Linked DNA regions of Oryza sativa: region 2 is linked to region 1. The links are chromatin contacts, called in public HiCAR-type maps. All regions are on one chromosome and are shown on one strand. Each heading gives the region's core, a stretch centred on a gene start, on an enhancer-like site or on the middle of the called end of the contact. The rest is flanking DNA. Distances are from core to core; before and after follow the strand shown.

What was found. HiCAR-type assays count read pairs that join an accessible place to other places.
Region 2: a contact with region 1 is called in a HiCAR-type map of leaf, with 2.1 times the contacts expected there. The contact joins the promoter of LOC4339366 here to the promoter of LOC107276549 in region 1. A contact is called at or near these places in 1 of 15 Hi-C or Micro-C datasets (an unstated tissue) and 1 of 4 datasets of contacts at active chromatin or transcription factors (leaf).

The regions. Positions count from the first base shown.
Region 1 is chr5:26,141,761-26,145,200 of ASM3414082v1, forward strand. It overlaps LOC107276549 (receptor-like protein kinase HSL1), which reads right to left and starts at 1,965. Exons shown (of 2, transcript NM_001420748.1): 1 at 1-1,965. The coding sequence starts at 1,888.
Region 2 is chr5:26,211,354-26,214,499 of ASM3414082v1, forward strand. LOC4339366 (protein OXIDATIVE STRESS 3 LIKE 4) reads left to right here and starts at 1,436. Exons shown (of 2, transcript XM_015785070.3): 1 at 1,436-1,814; 2 at 1,910-2,415. The coding sequence starts at 1,546. The coding sequence ends at 2,162. It overlaps LOC4339367 (phosphatidylglycerophosphate phosphatase PTPMT2), which reads right to left. Exons shown (of 6, transcript XM_015785069.3): 6 at 2,647-3,146. The coding sequence ends at 2,899.

The DNA of each region.
Region 1 (3,440 bases), core at 715-3,214:
AGCGCAGGCCCGCGAAGTTACCCGCCGGCGCCGCCGATACGCAGAGACCGGGGTTGCCGAGGAAGCTCTGGTCGTAGGCGGAGATGGCGAGCGCGGCCGGGATCTCGCCGGTGAGCTGATTTGACGACAGGTTAAGCTGGTTAATCTTCAGCGATCCCAGCGACGTCGGAATACCGCCGGAGAGCTTGTTCGACGAAAGGTCGAGCAGGGTGAGCACCGGCATGGAGCCCAATCCCGCCGGAATATCGCCGGTGAACTGGTTCCTGCTGAAGTTCATCTGCGACAAGCCACTGAGCGACGCGATGCTCACCGGGATGGCCCCGGAGAGCTGATTCCTTGACAGGTCCAGCTCCTGCAGCAATGGCATCCCGGCGGCGAACCCGTCAGGTATCTCGCCGGAGAACAAGTTGTTCTCGGCGTTGAACTTCTGGAGCTTGGTGGCCGTCGCCGGAAGCCGGCCACTGAAACGGTTGTTGTGGATGTAAAGCCTCGTCAGATTCCAATACAGCTTCTCCGGCAGGCTTCCGGTGAGGTGTCCATTGTTCTGCAGGAGCACGGTGATCAGCCTCGTCTCCGTCCACAGCGCCGCCGGCACCTCGCCGGAAAGCTCGTTGTCCTGGAGCTGGAGACTCAGCAGCGCCGGGCAAGTGGCAAGACTCGCCGGAATTGAGCCGTTCAACCGGTTGCCGGCGGCGGAGATGATCCACAACCGGCGGTTGTCGCAGACCCCCTCCGGTATTGGCCCGGTGAGGTCGTTGTTGTCGACCTCGATGTCTCTCAGAAATGGCGAGTGCTTCCCGAGCTCCGCCGGAATCTGACCGGTGAGATTGTTCTCGAACAGCTTCATTATCACCAGCGATGGAAGCTGAGCAAGGCTCGCCGGTATCTCGCCGGAGAAGTTGTTCGTCATCAAGGCTAAGTTAGTTAGGTTCATCAAACTTCCAAAGCTCTCTGGGATCGTTCCAGTCAGCTGGTTCTCAGATATGTCGAGATAAATTAAGCTCGCTGCTCCAATCTTGCCATTGACGACGACGTCGCCGGTGAGCTGGTTGGTGTACAGGAACAAGTACTGCAGCTTTGGAATGTTCCAAATCCCAGGAGGTATGCTTCCGGTGAATGAATTCTGGGACAGGTCGAGATACTCCATCTCCATCATCTCTGTGACGTAGCTGGGGAAATCGCCGGTGAGGTTGCACTGCGCCAGCCAGACCGTCTTCAGGCTCGTCAAGTTCTTGAACGATCCCGGCAGCTCGCCGGGGGTGAACTGATTCACCTCGAGCTTGAGCGTCTCGAGGCTAGTGAGCTCGCCGAGCGCCGCCGGGATCGTGCCGGTGAGCTGGTTGCAGTTGAGGGTAAACACCTTCAGGTTCTTGAGCTTCGACACCGCCGCCGGTATCACGCCGGTGAAGTTGTTGTTGTTCAAGGCGAGGTAGGTCAGGTTCTTGCCGAGCCGGTCAATGTCGGCGGGGAGCTCGCCGCCGATACTGTTCATCGAGAGGTCGATGGAGGTGATCGCGGTGAGGTTGTAGAGGAACGCCGGGAACACGCCGCCGACGCTGGTGTTCTGGAGGTTGAGCACCGTGAGCGCCGTCAGCCCGCCGATGGCGTCGGGGACGGCGCCGGCGACCGCGACGTTGGGGAGGGACAGCGACGTGACGCGGCCGGTGCCGCCGCCGTCGCAGGACACGTACACCCAGCGGCAGTGCGGCGCCGCGTCCGTCCACGACGCGAGCGCCGCGGGGTCCCCCCACGCGCGCTTGACCTGGAGCAGGAGCTGCTTCTCGTCGACGCCGCCCTGCTGCGCCGCGCCGCGCCGCGCGACGAGGCTTGGCAGGATCGCGAGCAGGAGGAGGTGGAGGTAGTAGGCTTTGCCGCTCGGGAATGCCATGTCTTCGCGTGGTTTCTTGGTCGCCGCCGGCGAGCGCGTGCGTTCACTCGGTGAGGCAAGCAGCCATCGCGGACTCCACCGTGAGAAACATGGGTGGGCCATTTATATGCAGTGTGAACGGCACGTGCAGACTTTTCTTCCTCCATTATCCTGTTTGGTTAAATGATTGAATTTGTTAGGAATTTAGGATTAGTTTTTGGGTGCTGCTTGCTTGGAAGTTTCAGCCATGCTTTCCTTTATAATTTGATACTAGTTCACCAGTTGGTGGTTTAGCTCATCTTTTGTTTGGTTTTTGCTGGTCAGATGGTGGCGTTGTTTGAAAGGGATATGTTCTAGATGGTTTGTTTATGCAGCTACTACTAAGTTAAGTTAAGGACTAAGCTGAGCAACGTGTACGAATTGCACAGCTCGTGACATGGTTTCTTTATGGGAGTTTTGCGATCTTTTCATGATCAAGGTACGACAATATGCTCCGTTGGCTTGGACTGTAGCATGTGCCGGCACATTACTCTGCCGTCGGATGAATGGTCAAACTATTCGGAAGCACAGAGGTGTCGATCACTTGCGACAAAGAGGAGTGGAAGATGTTGCAGATCGCGCGATCTTATTGCTATCACCCATGGCCACCAATAATTTAAACATCTAATTTTGCTCCACTGGCCGTATTGTCGCTGTTGAAACCATTTCTTTTAGTATATCTTCAAACCGATTAGAACTAGTATCACACTATTTATTAGTCTTCAAAGAAAAAGAAAACTATTACGAGAGTCGAGATTATAACCGGTCAAGCACGGCAAGTAAATTTAAAGTGGAAGCAATTAGCAAATGATGATAAGCTTTTTGTTTCCACTGATTTTACAGGGGGATCATCCACCTGAGGCCGGGAATGTGAGTCGTCAGCACGAGGTCACGGGTTCAGGGTGAGTTGGGCCCACGATGTCAGTGTCACATCTAGATGTACTCGTGCACAAATCCCTGGTCTAAAGTTGAGTCAAACAGAAAAGTCTTAGATAATGATGTGGCTCTGGCGCCTCTGGGTTGTCTTTAAACTCTTTGTGGTCATTCGTTGACTAGTCGTAGGCCTGAAACGGTAAGTGAAAGGGAGCATAAGATACTGCACTCAATACCACACGTGCATACAGTATATAGTCGGTATATATGGATAAATACCACAGTGAAAAGTTTATCCGGTTTCTTCACTTCTAGAATACCGAGTATAGCTTTGGATACTCCGTTTTTTTTTTTAACCTGAAAATGCACACCGTATAGGTGCTCGATGACAATGCTGGCAGCGACAGGAAATGCTTCTGGATGATGCAGCTGTGCAGCCCATTGACCCGTCTCCCACAGAGAGATCCCAGCTTCGATCTCAGCCGCACGTTCGGTGATCCAGTGGCTAGCGATGAGTGAGAGTGGCCACGAAGGAAAGGAGCAGGAAGTCTCATGTGCAACGTCAGAAACTGAAGAAAATTTCAAAGAGCCCGGCTCGCCTTTGCTGACTGTGGACTTGTGCGTAGACTAGCTTCAGAAAAACACATAAAGGATGTCACTC
Region 2 (3,146 bases), core at 186-2,685, 69 kb after region 1:
CCTCATCCACAACGCTTGGCTAGGAACACCCACGATCCGGACAAGGACCATTATCGCCTGACATAATCTCGATTTTGATACCAAAAGCGCTGGAGATTTACGCTAAAGATCAAGGCATAATCTCGATTTGATACCAAAAGCACGGAGATTAACGTTAAGGATCACGACACTTGAATGGCTCGAGAAGCCAAGGGAGAGAAAGAAAATAAAATAGCAGAAGAAAATGAGAGCAAAGACAGCCGCATCTGTGCAGCAGCGCGGCGACGTCGTGGAGAGCGACATGCGAGCACGAGAAAAGCCGGCGGTCGTCTGGCCCGTCCGTCGTGGTGGTCAGTCAGGCAGGCAGTCGCGCACACACGCCGACGAACGGCGTGGCTCCTGTTCCCGGACGCGCCGCTGCAGCGATGCGCGCCCGAGTTATTTTCGTTTTATCTGTCTCACCGCTGCGTCTACGTGTTGGGTTTAGCGCGCGACGTGTCACGCTGGCCGGTTCCCGCACGGGACACGCACTTGGCGCGTAGCCGATTCAAGCCCGACGCGTGTCCTCGTTTCGGGAACTTGCAGGCACGTTGTCACGTACTACTATAGGTTTTCCCGGTCTAGCAGCCCAGTTTTTCTACGGCCTCGACCTTTTTTATGCGAGAATGTCTTTGCTTTGTTCAGAAATGGCAACGGAAATTGTTCCCCCGCTTTTGCTTTTGTCCGGAGGATGAGTTCCGTGGGAAATGGATGTTTAATACTTTAACCCCGTTATTAGCCGCTAGTTTTTGGAGCCGTTTTTATCTTTTCCTGTGATCCGTTGTTGGCATCTGATGAACTGCTGGAGAAAAACCTTTTCAATGCAAGTTGAAAAGGAGCCTTTCAGATCAAGAAGAACCGCAGATAGCCACCTGTCCTCTGCCGCTGTCTCTGCCACTTCGATTGGATAAACCAACAGTCAGAAGTTTATTGACAGCTGTTACCGTCGGCCCCACATGTCAGCGGCCACGAACCAGCCGAGATGAGGATAAGATCAGACATAACGGGGCATCCTTGGAACAGAATCCGGGAAAGCCATGTGGGAGTGGCCACTGGCCTGGCCAGCACCGCCTTTAAGGCGTGCGGGGGCCACGTAAGTGGGACCACCTTTGTCAGTGTCACATGCGCAACCTCCCGGTCCGTGTGCCATGTTAGGTAACCGCGCGCCACGCTCGCCGGCAAACGTGACGCGAGGCGGATCGTCCGTTCGCGCAATCGCGCACGCGCGCACCGTTGCCTCCGCTCTTTCTTTCTTTTTTTTTTTGCGGCAAATTCCGCATGCTACGTTGCGTTTTTTGTTGGTCAAACGGACGCGCGCCGTGCCGGTGCCGCGTTCGAAAGCGAGCGGGTTGTTGGGTGCGCGGCGCGTTATTCCGTTCCTCCCGTATATAACACGCGCCACCCCCGCACCACCGCCGCTGCAAAGGCCAGCGCCCAGCGAGAGACAGCCACCGCCACCGGAGCAGCTGCGTTTTCAGCTACTTTTCCGTGCCGTTTTCTGTTGGGGGGATCGCGTTCGCCGACGAGATGAGCAGCAGCAGGCTCGGCGGGGGAGATCGGGCGGGGATGTACGAGGAGGGGGAGGACGACGAGCTGTTCGGGGAGTCGTCGTCGGTGTCCGGCGGCGAGTCGGACGACGATGGGGAAGGGGAGGACCAGTTCTCGGAGGGCGGCGCGGCGGCGGCGGCGGCGTTGGACCAGATGGAGCACCGCCGGTTCGCGCCGCAGCCGCTGCGGCGGTTGAACTCGGACAGCATCTACGACATGTCGTCCATGACGGAGCAGCTCCCAGCCAAGTGAGTACCCGTCGAGAAACCCTCGATTCCATCCAGAAATCTCAACTCTTCTGTCCTGTGTGCTCACCGTCCAAGAACACCGTGTTAATCTGCAGGAAAGGGTTGTCCAGGTACTACGAGGGGAAGTCCCAGTCGTTCGCGTGCATGTCGGAGGTGAGGTGCCTGGAGGATCTGCGCAAGAAGGAGAAGCCATACAAGTCGAAGATCAAGTCGTGCAACAGCTACGCCGCGCTGGGAGGGATCGCCAAGACGCAGTCGTCGAGTTCTTGCGCGAATCTGAGCATGATGGGGGCGGGCGGATTCAGGGCTCCCCCGATCCCTGTAAACAAGAACGGCTACCATCAGTAGTAGCGACTCTGTAGCGTAGCCGCGCGGTAGATTTTGTTCTTGAGGTCTTTTCTCCCCTACCTCTATTTTTGGGGATTTTGTTCGCAGGCGCATTAGCCTGTGAATGAATGAGCTTAATTACGAGGCGTTTCGTGATCTGCAGCAGTCATAGTAAGGAGGGTTGTTCTTGTTGATGTTTGAAAAACGATCGTTTTGTGTACTGTAAATACGGAGCAGAGGTTAAAAGTACATTCGGATGTGCTTTCCTTCGTCAGGTTTTTTTCCCTTTCGATGGTCGATGTGAACAGACGAGGGCATTTAAAGTCAAATTATATCCAGTGAACGAACGGTTTTCAGACTTAAGGCCCCCAAAAGAATTATGGGCAACGCTATGAAAGAACGTTGACAGTTTGACACAAGCAGCAAGCCAAAACATACATATGATAAAGCTGGGTAGGAAAAAGAACTCAAGCGCCGACAACGAGCAGCCGACAAACAACACGAATTCACCCAAGAAAATCATCACCCCTTTTTATTACTGGAAAAATGAAATCACAAGCTCTCAAAACTCGCCTCTCCTCTCTCTCTCTCTCTCTCTCTCTCTCTCGTGTACATCGCAGACACTAGTACAACAACATATGAAGGAGTATAAATTTCTCCGGAGGGCATTCCCTCAAGCTGTGGAGCATCATGCATGCCGATACTTACACTCTGCTGACTAACAACGTGGAAAAAGCAGTAAAATTTGGACATTTACCTAGCAGGCACGAACCTCCGCAAGACGTCTTGGAGGAGATGGTTCGCAATTGCTGGTAAGCTTCAACGACCCAAGGAAGCAGGATAGCCTCCTAATCATGGGCTTCTGACGGATTACCACTTCCACTGATACAGTGTCACTGCTAGCATCGGCATAAGTTTCGTATCCCTCGAGATCTTCCTCTGTTACTACGACTGCATCGATGGACCTGCTGGGGCTTGAAGGCTTGGCTAGCATACCTTCCCATA